Regions from separate parts of the Sus scrofa genome. Here region 2 is linked to region 1. The links are chromatin contacts, called in public Hi-C maps. All regions are on one chromosome and are shown on one strand. The core of a region is the stretch at or near the end of the contact, and the rest is flanking DNA. Distances in the headings are between cores, read along the strand shown. Region 1 overlaps LOC106508724 (a long non-coding RNA gene). Region 2 holds the start of CFAP100 (cilia- and flagella-associated protein 100).

Region 1 (4,079 bases), core at 439-2,938:
AGCGGAAAGATTTGTATGTTAAAAACTATGAATGCTCAAAGAAATTAAAGAAGATCTAAATAAATGCAAAGACACCCTATGTTCCTTGATTGAAAGACTTACTATTGGTAAGATGTTATGATATACTCAAAGCAATCTACAGGTTTTATGCAATCCCTTTCAAAATTCCAACAGATTTTTTGTTTCTTTCAGGAATGGAAAAGCAAACTCTCAAATCCATACATAAATGGGGGCATGAAGAGAGCCAAAAATAATTTGGTCAACAACCTAAATAAAAATACTTAGAGGGAAACATGGGGACAGTGGGCTCTTAGATATGACACCAAAAGCACAAGCAAAAAAGAATAAAATAGATAAATTGGATTTCATCAAAACTAAAACTTTTGGACATCAAAGAACATTCTCAGGAAAGTGAAAAAGACACCTACACAATGATAGAAAATATTTGCAAATTGCACATCTGATAAGGGTCTACTGTCCAGAATATATAAAGGACTTTTAATACTCAACAAACAAAACAACAAACCACTTTAAAAATGAGCAAAACATCTGTACAGGTATTTTTCCAAAAAACACATACAAATGGTCAAAGGCACATGAAAATATGTTCAACATCATTAGTCACTAGGAAAATGCAAAACCAAGTCACAGTGAGATACCGTTTCACACCCAATAGGACATGTGTAATTAAAACAAAAACCAGACCGAAAATGACAAATATTGGTAAGTACTACGGTCTGGATGTTTATGTCCCCACAAAATCCATGTGCTGAAATCCTCATTCCTTACTGTCTCACAGACTTTGAAAAAATTACGTTCTCCAAATGAGACAGATTAGGGAGTGGGGGGATGGGCTGGGATGGAAATGCTATAAAATTGGGTTGTGATGATCGTTGTGCAACTATAAATGTAATAAAATTCATAAAAAAGAAAAAAAAATCCTCATTCCTGATGTGATGGTATTAGGACATGGGGCCTTTGGGAAGTACTTACGTCAGGAAAGTGATTAATGCCCTTTTAAAGGACCCCACAGAGCTCCCTTGTCCCCTCCACCCTGTGAGGACATAGAAAACGCCAGCTATGGACCAGGAAGAAGGGCCTCACCAGGCCACATTGGCACCCTGATGTTGATGGCCAGCCTCCAGAACTGTAAGAAATAAATGCCTGGAGTTCCCATCATGGCTCTGCAGAAATGAATTTGACTAGTATCTATGAGAACACAGGTTCGATCCTTGGCCTGGCTCAGTGGGTTAAGGATCCGGCGTTGCCATGAGCTGTGGTGTAGGTCACAGAGGTGGCTTAGACCTGGCATTGCTGTGGCTGTGGTGTAGGCTGGCAGCTGCAGCACCCATTCAACCCCTAGCCTGTGAACATCCATATGCCACAGGTGTGACCCCAAAAAGACCAAAAAAAAAAAAAAGATAGAAATGCCTGTTATTTATATTCCACCCAGGCTGTGGTGTTTTATTGTTAAAGCAGTCCTAATAGACTAAGATGGCAAGAAAATGAAGAAATGGGAAGCCTTGCAAAACAATTCAGCTACTGTGGATGAATGTGTAGAAGCTCTCCAAAAGTTGAACATGAGTAATTAAATGACTCAGCAATTCCACTTCTAGGTATTTACCCAAAGGATTGAAAACAGATACTCAACACATGATCATAGCAGCACTATTCACGTGATCATAGCAGCACTATTCACAGCCCCTGAGTGTATGAGGGAAGACGTGCCTGTGACACACATACAATAGATATCACCTGATGGAAACTCAGCTGCGTGTTCTGCAAGTCAGTCCTGATGCTGTCCACCCAGCATTAGTGTCAGACCCCAAGGCTGCCCACTTCAAGTTGCAAATCTCAGGGGGTGCTCAGGCCGCCACGCTTCAGGGGTTCCTGTGAAACTTGAGGTTCAATAATTCACTAGAATGACTCACAGATCCAAGGAAAGTGTGATATTTATGATTGCGGTTTTATCATAAAGGGTATAGATCAGATCAGAAGGACCAGGTAAATGAAGAAATAGGCCAGTCTGGGAATAACCAGACGACCCGTGGTCTCCTTGTGGAATAATGGTGTGTCCCCTCCTGACAGATCCATGTGCCAAGGACCAAGGGGGTCAAAGACCTATACACTGAAAACTACAAAACACTGATAAGGGTAATTGAAGATGATTCAAAGAAATGGAAAGACAATCCATGTTCTTGGATTATAAGAATTAATATAGTTAAAATGACCACTAAAATGGCCACACTACCCAAAGAAATCTACAGAGTTAATGTGATCCCTATCAAATTACCCAGGACATTTTTCAGAACAAATAATCCTGAAATGTACATGGAATTACAAAAGACCCAGAATTGCCAAATCAATTCTGAAGAAAAAGAATGAAGCAGGAGGCGTAACCCTTCCTGACTTCAGACAACACTACAACAGCTACAGTAACCAAGACAGTGTGCTACTGGTGCCAAAATAGACATACAGACCAGTGCTTAAAGACTTAAACATAGGACATGACACCATAAAACTCCTAACAGCAGGCAAAAAATTCTCTGACATAAATCGTACCAATGTTTTCTTAGGTCAGTCTCCCATGCAACAGAAATAAAAGAAAAAAATAAACGAATGGGATGTAATCAAACTTACAAGTTTTTGCACAGCAAAGGAAACCATCAACGAAATGAAAAGACAAACTGCAGAAAGGGAAAAAAAATTGCAAATGATGTGACCAAGAAGGGCTTAATTTCCAAAATATATAAATAGCACATACAACCCAACAACAAAAAATCCAATCAAAACATGGACAGAAGCCGTAAACAGACCTTTTTCCAAAGAAGACAATGGATAAAGGACACATGAAAAGATGCTTAACATCACTAATTTTTAGAATGGTCAGACTGTTTAGAATGGCCATAATCAAAAAGTCTGTGAACAATAAATGCTGGAAAGGGTGTGGAGAAAAGAGATCCCTCCTACACTGTTAGTGGGAATGCTGGTTGATGCAGTCACTTTGGAAAACAGCACAGAGGATCCTCAAAAAACCAAAAATAGGAGTTCCCTTGTAGCTTACAGGGTTAAGGATCTGGCATTGTCACTGCAGTGCCTTGGGTCACTGCTGTGGCGCTGGTTTGATCCCTGACCCAGGAACTTCCACATGCAGCCACCCCCCCCAAAAAAAACACCCCAAAACAAACCTAAAAATAGAGTTGCCATATAATCTAGCAATCCCATTCCTGGGCATATATCTGGATGAAACTATAATTCAAAAAAATACATACACTGCTACATTCATGGCATCACTATTCACAATAGCCAAGACATGGAAGCAACCTAGATGTCTATCTACAGAAGAATGGATAAAGAAGATGTGGTACATATACACAATGGAATACTACTCAGCCATAAAAAGGAAATAATGCCATTTACACAACATGGTTAGATCTAGAGATTCTCATACTAAGTGAAGGAAGTCAGAAGGAGAAAGACAAACATCATATGATATCTCTTAGGTGGTAACTGTACAAAATGAAACACAAAGCTGCAAGATAAGAAGAGCTGGGGAAACTGTTAAATTGTAACAACGTGGAGTTCCCAACGTGGTGCAGTGGTTAACGAATCCGACTAGAAACCATGAGGTTGCGGGTTCGATCCCTGGCCTTTCCCAGTGGGTTAACAATCCGGCGTTGCTGTGAGCTGTGGTGTAGGTTGTAGACACGGCTCGGATCCTGCATTGCGGTGGCTCTGGCATAGTCTGGCAGCTGCAGCTCCAACTGGACCCCTAGCCTGGGAACCTCCATGTGCCACAGGAGTGGCCCTGGAAAAGGCAAAAAAAAAAAAAAAAAAAAAGGGAGTTCCCATCATGGCTCAGTGGTTAACGAATCTGACTAGGAACCATGAGGTTGCAGGTTTGATCCCTGGCCTCAGTCAGTGGGTTAAGGATCCGGCATTGCCATGTGCTGTGGTGGAGGCCACAGATGCAGCTCGGATCCCGAGCTGCTGTGGCTCTGGTGTAGGCCGGTGGCTACAGCTTCAATTGGACCCCTAGCCTGGGAACCTCCATATGCCCCCGAGTGTGGCCCTAGAAA
Region 2 (4,292 bases), core at 326-2,825, 71 kb after region 1:
GACATTCCCTCAAAAAGGGGAGAGTAGAAGCACAGGCACAAAGGCGGCTTGGCAGGAGTGACCTGAGACCTGGCATCATGGAAACACACCAGCTCCAGTTCTCCTGGGCACCACCTGCACCTCTGACACTCTCCTGGGCTGGGGGCCCCTGTCTTTGGAGTCCCCACCTATCACTGAAGAAGCTCTCCCCACCCCGCTTGCCGCCAGGGTGGAGGTGGGACCCTGAGACACAGAGTGTGGACAGGTGACCCAGGTGTTGCGGGTCAGAGTCACATCAGGTGTGCCTCCCCCATGACATGCCTGCTGCAGCTTTGGGCTTGCTGGCCACACCATCTCCCAGCCTGGCTCCCACCCTGTGCAGCAGGGGTAAGTGCCCTGGCCTTTTTCCCTAATTGGCTATTGTTGATTTCTGTTTCTGATCCCAGTAACTCTGGCTGCTACCCCGTCTTCTCCTTTTTGGTTTGTCTCTTTTCCAGATTTCTGAAGTCCCATTAAGAACTCGTGTGGTGTTTGAGAGAAATCCTCTCAGAACTGTGCTCTCCCTCCTCAGTCACCCTCATCAAAGCCTGTTGTGGCTGCTGGCCCCTAACCCTATGCCCAGCAACGTGCTCTGATAGCTCGGAAGGACGCCAGGCTGCCAAGATAGGTGGTGGCTGGGTCATTAGAATGGCAAGCTGCCTGAGTGGGGGGACCGTCTGTCCAGGGTATCTGATTCCAGCTGCTGATACCCTCCACGTGTATACACATACACACACACACACACACACACACACACACACACACCACATGTGTGGCTTAACAGATTGGAAGCCCCCACACTGTAGTTACTGCCCGTGAGGTCCTGGCACTCCGAGGGTGATTCAGGGAGGGTGATTCCGCTCCCCTGGCAGAACTGGGCTCCCTGCCCTGATTTTGCCCCCAGCTCAATCTATAAATTTCCCAGATATGTGAGCAGGGCTGGGTGACTATGGTCAAATTCAAGGACGGGCCTCCTGCTGTGTGGTGTGAAACAGGGCCCTGAGCCAGAGAGGCGAGGAAGGCAGCCCCTGGTGCCCATGGCCACAACAGCTGGTGAACCTGGGCAATCAAACGGGGGTCCCGCCCTCTGTTTATAAACTTAGACAAAAACTCTGCCTTTATTATATGTCTCTGGCACCCTAAGGGGCAGTGGTTCTTCAACCTGAGCTAGCATAGCAATCACCAGGCGATCTCGTCACAGCCCAGATCCCCGGATCTGCCTGCCCCCAGAGTTTCTGCTTCGGGGTCCAGCAGAGCATTGTTTTTTCTAACGAGTTCCCAGCATTTGAGATGCTGTGGCCCGATACCACACTTTAAGAGGCACACTTTAAGAAAGTGAGGTCCACTCCACGGGAATGATCAGGTCTGTCTCTGTACTACGTGCATCCTGGTGCACAGTGAAAGAATCAGCCAGAAAATGAAGGAAAAAGAGCCGGAGGGGCGTAAAATGATGACAGAGTAAGGAAACCCAGGAACCGGGGAGCCGGCTGCTTCCAAGCGGTCACGCGCTGCCCTCCTGCGGCCAGGGAGCTGCCGGCCCTCCGCGACTTTTGTGATGTCACAACCCCGCCCGCCAGGAGAACGGTTGCCTTGACGACGTAAACTGACCGCCTGGGCGCGCGCGTGCGCAGAGTCGGGTTCAGCGGCTCTGAGACTTCTGAGCGAGCGCAGGCGTGCGGGGCCGGTGAGGGCGCGCCAGACCTGGATGCGGGGGCGCGCAGGGTCGGGGCGGGGTGTGTGCAGGGGTGGGCAGGCTAGGCGGCGGGCGCGCGGAGTCGGGATGGGGTGTGTGCGGGGTAGTGGGGGCTGCAAGTGAGACGGGGGTATGCTTGGTCGGGGTCCGTTGTGTGCTGGCGGGGCGGGGCGGGCAGTCGTGCGGGGTAGGGGCGGGGTTTGTGCGGTGGGGCGGCAGTCGGGGCGAGGTGGGGGAGGCGGGCAGGAGAGGTAGGGGGAGGTGGGGGGGAGGCGGGGCGGGGGGGAGGCTGTAGGGGTAGGGGCAGACACCTAGAGCGCCCCTCCAAGCCTTGGTTGCAGGGGCCCTCCTTACTCGCAGTGTACCAGCTGTATCACATACTCAGCCAGCTAGCCATCCCTCCCTAGCTCCAGGCCCGTGCACCCTTGCCATACAGCAGATGGCCAAGGTGGGGTTGTTGGGAGGCCTGGTAGTGCTAGCCCGCGCCAACGGGTGTAAGTAGGCTTTGGAGTCGAGGAATCTTGGGGTGGAGTCCAGCCTTGGCCCTTTCCGGGTGTGTGACTTTGAACAGCCTGCTGAATCTCTGCTTAGGTTTCTCTTCTGCAAAAAGAAAACTCACTTGTTCAGTAAACAGTTAAGAAGCTCCAAGCTCTTACCGGAGGCTTGATGAGCACTGGGCTGCAAATCAATGGGTAGCTGCCTGTTTTCATGGAGTTTACATTCTAGGGGGAAGATAGGCAAGAAATTGCTTTTTTAAGTGATAAATCAAACATTGGTAATTGCAGAGAAGAAAAGAAAATGAGGTCACATGGGAGTGGATGGAGTGTTGAGAGGATACTTCCTGGAAGGAGTGAGGCTTGAGTTCAGATCTGGGTGCGGGAGAGGACAGAGCTGGGGCAGACCAGGGCTGGCAGGCCCTGGGAACAGAGATGAGGCACAGCTGCTGGAATGGGGCCCAGGAGGGGAGAGAGGATGGGGGGTGGGAGCAAGGAGCTGCAGGTGCTGGGCACCTGGTGAGCCCTCAGTAAATGCTAGCTGTTCTCAGTCACTGCCGGGCAGGGGACTGGGGACTGCTTGGCTCAAGCAGTGTGTTTCTCCCCAGGTTGGAATCTCCTTTAGCCAATGTCAAGTTTCTCAGTGAGAGCTTCCTCCTTTGCCCGGATGTCCAAGATCCTGCTTCCTACCCTGTCCAAGGACCTGTCTTTGCATAACAGTAAGTGCTGGGCTGGGGTCTCTCAGCGTCACAGGCAGCCTTGGGCACCTGTGGCAGTGAGGTCTAGATGTTATCAAGGCGCACAGTGATTCTAAATCAGCCATGAAGCAGGAATCTCAGACTTCCCTGGTTCTGCAGAAACTCCTTGTTTTATTTCCTAGAGCTGCTGTAACGAAGTTCCGCCCCAGGCTGGGGCCTTAAACAACAGGTTTATTGTTTCATAGTTCTGGGGGCTGGAAGTCCACAATCAAGGTGCCAGGGGCAGGGCTGGATCCTTTGGGAGGCCACGAGGGGGACTCTGTTCCATGCTTTCCCCCAGTGTCTGGGGGTTTGTGGGTGATTTTTGTTGTCTGGCTTGCAGAAGCATTAGCTTCGTCTCTGCCTTCACCTTCACTTGGTGTTCGATCTCCCCTTCTTGTTGGGGACAGCAGTCATGTTGGAGTGGGCACCCACACTGCCCCAGGATGACCTCAGGCTTAGTTTCATCGGCAAACACCCAGACAGGGTCACATTCTGGAAGGGAGTTAGGATTTCAGATCTTCAAAAGCTTTCATTTTGGGGGATACAATTCACCCAGTAACAGGTGTTGAGGAAGGTGCCGCCGTGGAGGTGCCCCTCCCGCTTTCCTGCAGCCAGGGCTACAGACTGAGCCGAGAAGGTGCCAGCTGGCCACGGCCCTTGTGTGAGGTAGGTGCACATGGCCAGGTGCCCCTTGGGTGGCACACGCTGGGCTGCTTGGGCTGAGGGACAACACCGTGCCCTCCATGTACACACACCTCACGCCTTCCGCCTCTCATTTCGTTTGTTTTTGACTAGATGAAGTACTTCTGTGGTTCAAAACTCAGGTGTGTTCATAGCCGTCCTGGTGAAAAGCCCTACTTGTCCCCCAACAGTCAGTGTCCCTGATGGGAGGTGCCTGGCGTGTCCTTCTCTCCTTCCAAGCGTGACACTCACCATGCTCATACCCTGCACACATATGAGCAAATGCACTGGGAGACAGCGTGTCCTTTTCTCACACAAGCGGCCACACAGCCAAACCACTCCCTGGGACTTGTTTGCCTGTGAACCAGATGCTGTGGAAACCTCCTTAGCAGGACATTGTGTTCCCTTATACCTTGAGTGTGCTGACTTAAAAAAAAGATGCACAAAAAAAAAAAAAGAAAAAAAAAATGGAGTTCCCGTCGTGGTGCAGTGGTTAACGAATCCGACTAGGAACCATGAGGTTGCGGGTTCGGTCCCTGCCCTTGCTCAGTGGGTTAACGATCCGGCGTTGCCGTGAGCTGTGGTGTAGGTTGCAGACGCGGCTCGGATCACGCGTTGCTGTGGCTTTGGTGTAGGCCGGTGGCTACAGCTCCGATTGGACCCCTA

Evidence for each region. A called contact is a pair of places that touch in the nucleus more often than the background predicts.
Region 2: a Hi-C map of embryonic fibroblasts shows a contact between it and region 1, with 5 times the contacts expected there. The contact joins the promoter of CFAP100 here to the enhancer-like site in region 1. A contact is called at or near these places in 2 of 5 promoter capture datasets (both in liver), 20 of 47 Hi-C or Micro-C datasets (adipose tissue, alveolar macrophages, brain and 7 more) and 1 of 2 datasets of contacts at active chromatin or transcription factors (skeletal muscle).

What each region holds. Positions count from the first base shown.
Region 1 is chr7:53,836,558-53,840,636 of Sscrofa11.1, forward strand. All of the region lies in intron 2 of LOC106508724 (a long non-coding RNA gene), which reads right to left. Among named protein-coding and RNA genes, the nearest start is that of ALDH1L1, 44 kb to the left of the region's middle. Within about 2 kb of position 1,689, at least 6 of the 83 cell types and tissues checked have an H3K27ac peak or open chromatin away from gene starts, as enhancers often do. A contact at or near this core is called in alveolar macrophages and embryonic fibroblasts, where this site is marked.
Region 2 is chr7:53,907,778-53,912,069 of Sscrofa11.1, forward strand. CFAP100 (cilia- and flagella-associated protein 100) reads left to right here and starts at 1,576. Exons shown (of 15, transcript XM_021098950.1): 1 at 1,576-1,702; 2 at 2,814-2,924. The coding sequence starts at 2,834.